Linked DNA regions of Zea mays: region 2 is linked to region 1. The links are chromatin contacts, called in public Hi-C maps. All regions are on one chromosome and are shown on one strand. Each heading gives the region's core, a stretch centred on a gene start, on an enhancer-like site or on the middle of the called end of the contact. The rest is flanking DNA. Distances are from core to core; before and after follow the strand shown. Region 1 holds the start of LOC542744 (yabby homolog10). Region 2 holds the start of LOC100276640.

Evidence for each region. A called contact is a pair of places that touch in the nucleus more often than the background predicts.
Region 2: a Hi-C map of ear shows a contact between it and region 1, with 2.1 times the contacts expected there. The contact joins the promoter of LOC100276640 here to the promoter of LOC542744 in region 1. A contact is called at or near these places in 2 of 25 Hi-C or Micro-C datasets (bundle sheath and ear).

What each region holds. Positions count from the first base shown.
Region 1 is chr1:230,587,594-230,591,461 of Zm-B73-REFERENCE-NAM-5.0, forward strand. It overlaps LOC542744 (yabby homolog10), which reads left to right and starts at 1,700. Exons shown (of 7, transcript NM_001112253.1): 1 at 1,700-2,347; 2 at 2,487-2,789; 3 at 2,923-3,106; 4 at 3,801-3,849. The coding sequence starts at 2,159.
Region 2 is chr1:230,826,990-230,830,857 of Zm-B73-REFERENCE-NAM-5.0, forward strand. LOC100276640 reads right to left here and starts at 1,856. Exons shown (of 3, transcript NM_001150377.1): 1 at 985-1,856; 2 at 844-903. The coding sequence starts at 1,721. The coding sequence ends at 891.

The DNA.
Region 1 (3,868 bases), core at 450-2,949:
CAGAGGATGGCGGAGATGTTCCAATACTTGCAGAGCCTTGGCGCCGCACAGGGTTTCGCTCCGCCACCTCCATTGTTCCCTACATTTGACCCTGCTATGTTCCATACTCCTGTGAGTATCAAAATTGTAATTAGATGTTGGTAATGCATCTGGTATAACACATGCAATCTCTTCTCTATGTAGGGACAATCTAGGGTGGCATCCAACAACCCTCATGGATCGCCCAGCCCATCGCCGCACCAGTCCAGCCGCCCACCTCGATGAGCTTATGTTCTTAGTGTTGAGACTTATGAGATACTTGAGACTTCAGAACTTGTTGGTAATGTTGTGTTGGATACTTATGTTTGTGTTGGATACTTATGTGAGAACTTGAGACTTATGTTCTTGAGTGTTGGATACTTATGTTTGATTTATGGTATTTGTGAGATATGTGAGATATGTGATGATTATGTGATATCTGTGATGTATATGTGATATCTTTTGTTTGTTTGGATGGAATAAAAAAACAAATAAAAAAGGTGTATACTGGTCACTTTGCCGAGTGTCAGGGCCAGAGCACTCGGCAGAGAAGCAACACCTGGGCACCGGTAAAGCTTCTTTGTCGAGTGCTCTGACACTAACACTCGGCAAAGAAGCAAACTTTGTCAAGTGCCCGCTAGAGCACTCGGAAAAGAACCTGACAAAGGGCGCCGATGGTGGAACCTTTGCCGAGTGCAGGCTGGTAGACACTCGGCAAAGTGGTAACTTCTTTGCCGAGTGTCACCTAGAACACTCGGCAAAGGCGCCGTCTCCGTTACCCAGCGCCGTGACGGCCACTTTTTTTGCCGAGTACCGACTGGCACTCGGCAATAAAAGGTACTCGACAAACAAGCCGTTGCCGATGTACTGTTCGCCGAGCTCTCTTTGCCGAGTGCCACACTCGGCAAAGTCTTTGCCGAGTGTTTTTCAGGCTGTGCCGAGTGCTTCAGACACTCGGTAAAGCGCTCGATTCTGGTAGTGATGTGATGTTTGTTTTCATGTAATCGTTGTGTTTTAACATTTTATATCGGATAATTTGTGTACCGTCACGCAATTCAACATATCATACTACACTAGTAACAGTAAGACATCCATGTATTGGTGCGAGTGCCTAGTCGTTCACGCTGTGCAGAGGCTTTCATTAGTTGGTTTTACGCAACCAACCTGTTAAAAAATAGTAACGAATTAACGATGGGTCAACCGGCCGGTCGGCCAGGTCTACTACCATCTGTAAAGATCCTCATTCTGTTCTCCGAAAAATTAGGGCATTGCCCCAGCTGTGCATTCTGAGTCATGTACAATAAACCAGAAAACAGCAGTACACGTACATGCACATGAGACTTATACGGCGGTATATACTAGCACATGAAAATAACTCCTCTTTGTCGTTGCTACCATTCTCTAGAGACTGGTCTGCACACTCGACTTCTCATGGCATGGCATGGCATTGCAGAAGGGAGAGAAAAAAAAACGCCCCCACGGCCCCCGTCGTCTAGCTAGCTCCCTACTACCTAGGCACACTACAGCTGCGGCTGCCACTGTCCCTTCCTCATTGTTGAACAGAACTCCCCAAAACACCCCCGCCCTTCGCACGCTGTCTCGGTATCTCCTCTGCGCCTTCTCTCTCTCCATCTCCTCACCAACCAAGGCACTCTCGCCTCCCGTCTTCTCCCCCTCTTCTTCTCTCTCTAGTTGCCAAATCGGAGCGGCAGCAACGACAGATCCAATACATATAGGTTCCATTGCATCACACATCAGTCACTCCAAAACCATCAAATCACACGCCCATCAGATCACACAGGCAAAGAGGAGAGAGAGAGAGAGGAGGGTGGGTGAGGAGGAAGATGATGAGAGATATATCCTACTAAACTATCCATCCATCCATCAATCAGGTAGCCCGGCAGCAATCGCGTGCCGCCTTTCCACTCACGTACACCACCACCACCACCACCTCTCAGCACAGCAGTCGGCTCGGTTCGTTCGTTGCCGCGTCAAATCGGGGCAAGAAGCCAGCAGCTAGCCAGCCCCCTGTCGCAGTGTTGCTTCGCGTGCCCTGCTGTTGCTTGCACCGCGCACGTACGTACCTGGAGCAAGCTGCGGTCGATTGATCGACCGGTGGTTCGCTGTCGCCGCGGTCGGCATGTCGTCCTCGTCCTCGTCCTCCTCGGCCGCCACGGTGTTCCCGCCGTCCCCGCAGCTGCCGCCGCCTCTCCTGGTGGAGAACCTGCCGCCGCTGCATCAGCTTACGCCGCCGGTAGCCGCGGCGGCCGCGCCGGCCTCCGAGCAGCTCTGCTACGTGCACTGCCACTTCTGCGACACCGTCCTCGTCGTCCGTGATCGAATCCCTGCTCTCGATCTCTTTCCATATATGCACACACACACACACGGATACATGCAGATGCACGCCCGTGTTGTTTAAATCCCAAAGTTTTTACAAGCTCGAAGTTGTGTGTGGCTGGGCGGTGCAGGTGAGCGTGCCTACGAGCAGCCTGTTCAAGACGGTGACGGTACGATGCGGCCACTGCAGCAGCTTGCTCACCGTCAACATGAGGGGCCTCCTCTTCCCGGGCACGCCGGCGAACACAGCCGCGGCCGCCGCGGCCGCGCCGCCACCACCACCAGCTGCTGCTGTCACCAGTACTACCGCCACCATGACCACGGCGCCGCCGCCGCCGCCAGCCACCTCGGTCAACAACAACGGGCAGTTCCACTTCATCCCCCACTCGCTCGACCTCGCGCTGCCCATCCCTCCCCACCAATCCCTCCTGCTGGTAAGCGCGCGGCCGGCGGAGAGCCGGCTGGGACTGGGACTGGGAGCACGTCGTCGCCTGCTTCAAAGCTAGCTCGCTCTGATGTCATATATTAATTGCATGCCTAATCTCGTGCCCTCGCGCGCGGATGCAGGACGAGATATCCAGCGCCGCGAACCCGAGCCTGCAGTTGCTGGAGCAGCACGGCCTCGGCGGCATGATTACCAGCGGCAGGAACGCGGCCGCGCCGCACCCGCACCCGCCCCAGCCCCAGGCGCCTGCAGCGGGTAAAGGGGCCAAAGAGCCGTCGCCGCGCGCTAACTCCGCCATCAACAGACGTGAGTTCGAGATCACCAGTCACCACCTAATAGACTCCCATTATTCCATGCACGTCCTCGCCGAGTGTTAATTATTCGCTGTTCCTAGCTCATCTCGGATTGTCCAAGTTTTTGCTTGGTTTCGTTCGTGAGACCGATCGTACGATCAGCCTGAGCCTGGCCTTGAGGAAGCTAGCTATTCAGTTGAACTCATCTTCCAGCTCCGTCTCCGTGCATGCTCGCCCTGGCCGGCTGACCAGATCAGTGAGCTCACGTACAGATGGGCTAGCTAGCAGCTAGCGACACATGCGCCTAGCTCGGTGTTGTACATGTCGCATCAATAAGTGCGGCGCCCAGTCGCCCACACCGCTGGCTGGCTCGCTTTCAATCAACTGTCCGAGAGAGAGAGAGAGAGAGAGAGAGAGAGAGAGAGAGAGAGAGAGAGAGAGAGAGAGGCACACATCTTTGTTTCGTTCTCGAGCTATATTCCTACTGTGGTGAGCACGGGCGTGCAGCTCAGTGCGCCGAGCTCTCCATAGCTAGCGTACATATACATCATGCTATATGTGTGCTGCCGAGCAGCTAGTGAGGAACACATGCACGTACTGCTAGCTGGTCGTGTTTCGATTTTCATGCGCGCGGCATATATATATGACTGTGTGTGTCTAACATGTTTCTGTGTGCGTGCCTCGATCGTGTCTCTCTGTCTCTGCAGCTCCGGAGAAGAGGCAGCGCGTGCCGTCGGCGTACAACCGCTTCATCAAGTGAGTGCCAGTATATATA
Region 2 (3,868 bases), core at 606-3,105, 240 kb after region 1:
TACATTGGCAGGGGCAGAAAGCTGTTGCGGCCTCCTGGATTCCCTTAGAGGAGTTTCACCGCCTGCACCCCACATTTCAGAGGACGAGCTGTTTGTCCAGGCAGTGAGAGTTGTCATGTGCGGCAAGAAGTATGGAAGTTAGGAACGAACGTCAATCAGTTCAGAAAATAGGAGTCCAAAATGGCTAAGTCAGCAGCCACTCATCAGTTTTGCTTCAAGATAAGGGGTTAGTTTGGGTTGCTATGGCTTGCAGCTTAAGTTAAGAGGGTTTGTTAAGATTAGATTCTGTTAGGAAAGTGTCCATATATATTGGGCATTGTATCCTCAAAAGAGATTAGGAATAGATCAATTTCACCCCTCCTATCTGTCTTGCCATCGCTGGCACCTAAACCTTGGCCAGGCGGTCCAGGTCCTCTTCCCTCAACCTCGCACAGCTACGCTCTTTGCCAGCCCCCGGTCTACCAAAACACCCCGACCACAATATGAACACTTTTAGAATATTATGGGTTAATTATCACGACAAAAAATTGGATGGACTCAGTATGATGGGAGCAAACTAGTACATATAAAGGAGGAACCAAATATACAACACAACTTTTCACAAACATCATCAACATGATCAGGGTTGTTTAGAAGCTTAGACCAGCAGGCAAAAGAAAAAAAAACTAATAGTACACATGCCACAAAAGCATCTTTATACACTCATTGCTCTATCAAAAGGAACAAAAGAGTGTCAACAGTCATGACCATTCAGCCATCTATGCCACTCGAATTTGAATAGCATTCAGTATGCACAAAATAAAATTAGTTTCATGTCAACAATCAGGAACAGCAATACTTTACCTTAATTCCTTAGTATTCTTGGACATTATACCATGAAAATCCTTACATCACCGAGCCCATCTGCATTGAATAAAAGAACAGTAACCATCAGCCCAGAATGCAATCCAGATCATCAGAACAAATCTTCCACCATGACACTACCTTGACTGGCGCCCCCGATCCACCTGTCTCTCCTTCCTCCCTGCAGCAACAAGGATGGCTCGCTCGCGTTCCTTCTCCTTGGCCTCTCTCTTCTTCCTCTCCTCCCTCAGCTCTTCGATGCTCTTCTTCCCTCCACTCCTCTTCACCCCGTTACCCTCCCTTGCATCTCTGCCCCTCCCCTCCTTGGCCGCTGCCGCTGCAGGGCTCGACATGTACCAGGGCACCGCCACGCCCTTCCCGGCAAGGCCGTAGCCCAGCCTGTACTTCTCCTCATCGGGCCCCACAACCCTCACCTCCTCTTCCTTCTTCTTCCGCTTCTTAGGGTTAGGGTCGGCATCAGGCTCCCGCTCCCGAGCCGCGCCCCTCCCACCACTGGCCGAGGCGAGCGCATCGAAATCAGTGGCGACGCCTGATCCACCTGAGAAGAGGTTGATGTGGTCTCCATCCGTTGCCGGGGAAGGAAGGGCGTCCGCCGGGGAAGGAAGGGCGTCCGCCGGATCAGCGGGGCCGGCGGGGTGAGATGGAGGAGCGGGGGGCGTCTCCGCCTGGACCAGGCCGCGGTTACGGCGTAGTGCAGCGAGGCGTAGATCCGACTCGCGGCGGCGTTCCGCCTCGCGCTGGAGCTGCTCCTCCCGGGCGGCGGCGGCCTCGTCTTTTTGCACCTTCTCACGGTTGTCGAAGTTATAGACGTTCCACCGCTTCTGCGGCAGGATGTTCAACCCGCCGTGCCCTCCCATGGCTGCCTGCTGGGGTCAGCGGGCGAGTTACTCGTCGCCGCCGGTGGCGGTGGGAGGCCGAGAGAGGAATAGGTCTGATCGGGAAATAACAGGTCTGATCGGGAAATAGCCTAGGTCTGGCAGGAGCCGGAGGATGCAGCGAGTCAGCGAGACAATTGATTTTTAGGGGCTCTTGCCTCTCGGGATTTTTAAAAAAAGGTTTTAGATGTATTTCATTATAAAATCGAGTATTTTAAAAAAATCATTATAATTGATGATAACTGATTGTTATCACTAGTCGATAAAAAATTGGCTCCTGCAACATTCACGCGCGTACTTTATATTAGTATTGTCTCTTTTATCGTATCGAGGGATTATCGACGGGTTACGCTCACACTATGAAACTATGTGAGAGAGTTATTGCACATGGTTTAAGAGAAATGATGCATATCACCATGAACCAATTTAGATTCATGCCGGAAAAGTCAACCACAGAAACAATTTTCTTAATAAGGCAAGTCATCGAGCGATATAAGAAACAGAAGGACTTGCACATAGTTTCTATCGACTTGGAAAATACATATGATAAAATACCTAGAAATCTCATGTGACGGGCATTGGATAAGCATAAAGTTCCAACAAAGTATGTTACGCTCATCAAGAACATATATGACAAGGTTGTGACTAGCGTCCGAACAACTGATGGTGATACAAATGTTTTCCTGATTAATACAGGACTAGATCAAGGTTCAGCTTTGAGCCCTAATCTATTTGCCTTAGTGATAGATGAGGTCACGAGGGATATACAAGGAGATATCCTTTCGTGTATGCTTTTTGCTGACGATATAGTTCTAGTAGATGAAAGTCGGGAAGGAGTAAATAGAAAGCTAGAGTTATGGTGTCAGACCCTAGAGTCAAAAAGGATTTAGAATTAGCAGGACCAAAACCGAATATATGAGATATAACTTTGGTACTACAATTAGTGAGGACGGAGATGTAAGTTTGGGAGGCCATATAGTACCAAAAAAGGACACCTTCCGTTATTTGAGATCAATGTTACAGAGAGATGATGATATTGATGAAGATGTTAGCCATATAATCAAAGCGGGGTAGATGAAATGGTGTCAAGCATCGGGAGTCCTATGCGACAAGAGAGTGCCATAGAAGTTGAAAGGCAAGTTCTACAGGACAGTGATTAGGCCTGCTATGTTATATGGGACTGAGTGTTGGCCTACTAAGAGACGACATATCCAACAACTAAGTGTTGCAAAGATGTGTATGTTGCGTTGGATTTGTGGGCACACGAGATTGGACCGAGTGAGAAACGATGACATGCGCGATCGGCTAGGAGTAGCGCCAATTGAAGAAAAGCTTATTCAACACCGGTTGGTATGGTTTGGGCATGTCCACCGGAGACCCCAGAGGCACCGGTGCATAGAGGCATCATAAGACGGGACAATAACATGAAGAGAGGTAGAGGTCCACCAAACTTAACATGGGAGGAGGCAATCAAAAGGGACTTGAAGGAATGGAATATCACATTGGAGTTGTGTTTGGATAGAAGTACTTGGAAAGAAGCTATCCATGTGCCCGAACCATGATTAGGCCTTTTTCCTTTTGCTCTCAAAAGCTTTTCCCCTCCCCTTTCTCTCTTTTTCTCCTTTTGGTGACGTCTTGTTGGGTTTCAACTTTAGCCTACCCCAACTTGCTTGGGACTAAAAGGCTATGTTGATGTTGATGTATCCTTTTATCCCATCTTGTTAAATGTGTTCCACACTTCCACATCGATCACATCAGGCCGGTGCGCCAGCTATGACAGCCACAAGGAGGTGAGCCCCCATCGGAGGGGTCGCCATCGACGTTGACCCATCGAAGAAGCTGGGCATAGAGTTGGGTGCTGTGGTGGTGCAAGCGCATGGAGGTAGAAGGAAGTCAATAAGGATATTTTCGTCTTCTCAAGCGAGTCCTATACGTAGATAATAGTGCGGACCAAAATTTTTGGTCGAATAATGACATCTTTATGTTCTATTTAGGAGGGCTTCACTTCAATAATTTCGAGTTCATTCTAGCTTCTGTCATCCAAATAGGTCTAGACCCACGAGCTATAGCTTTGAAAAATAAAATAAAACTAGAGATTAGCATCCTGAAATTCACGAAGCTCCTTAAGG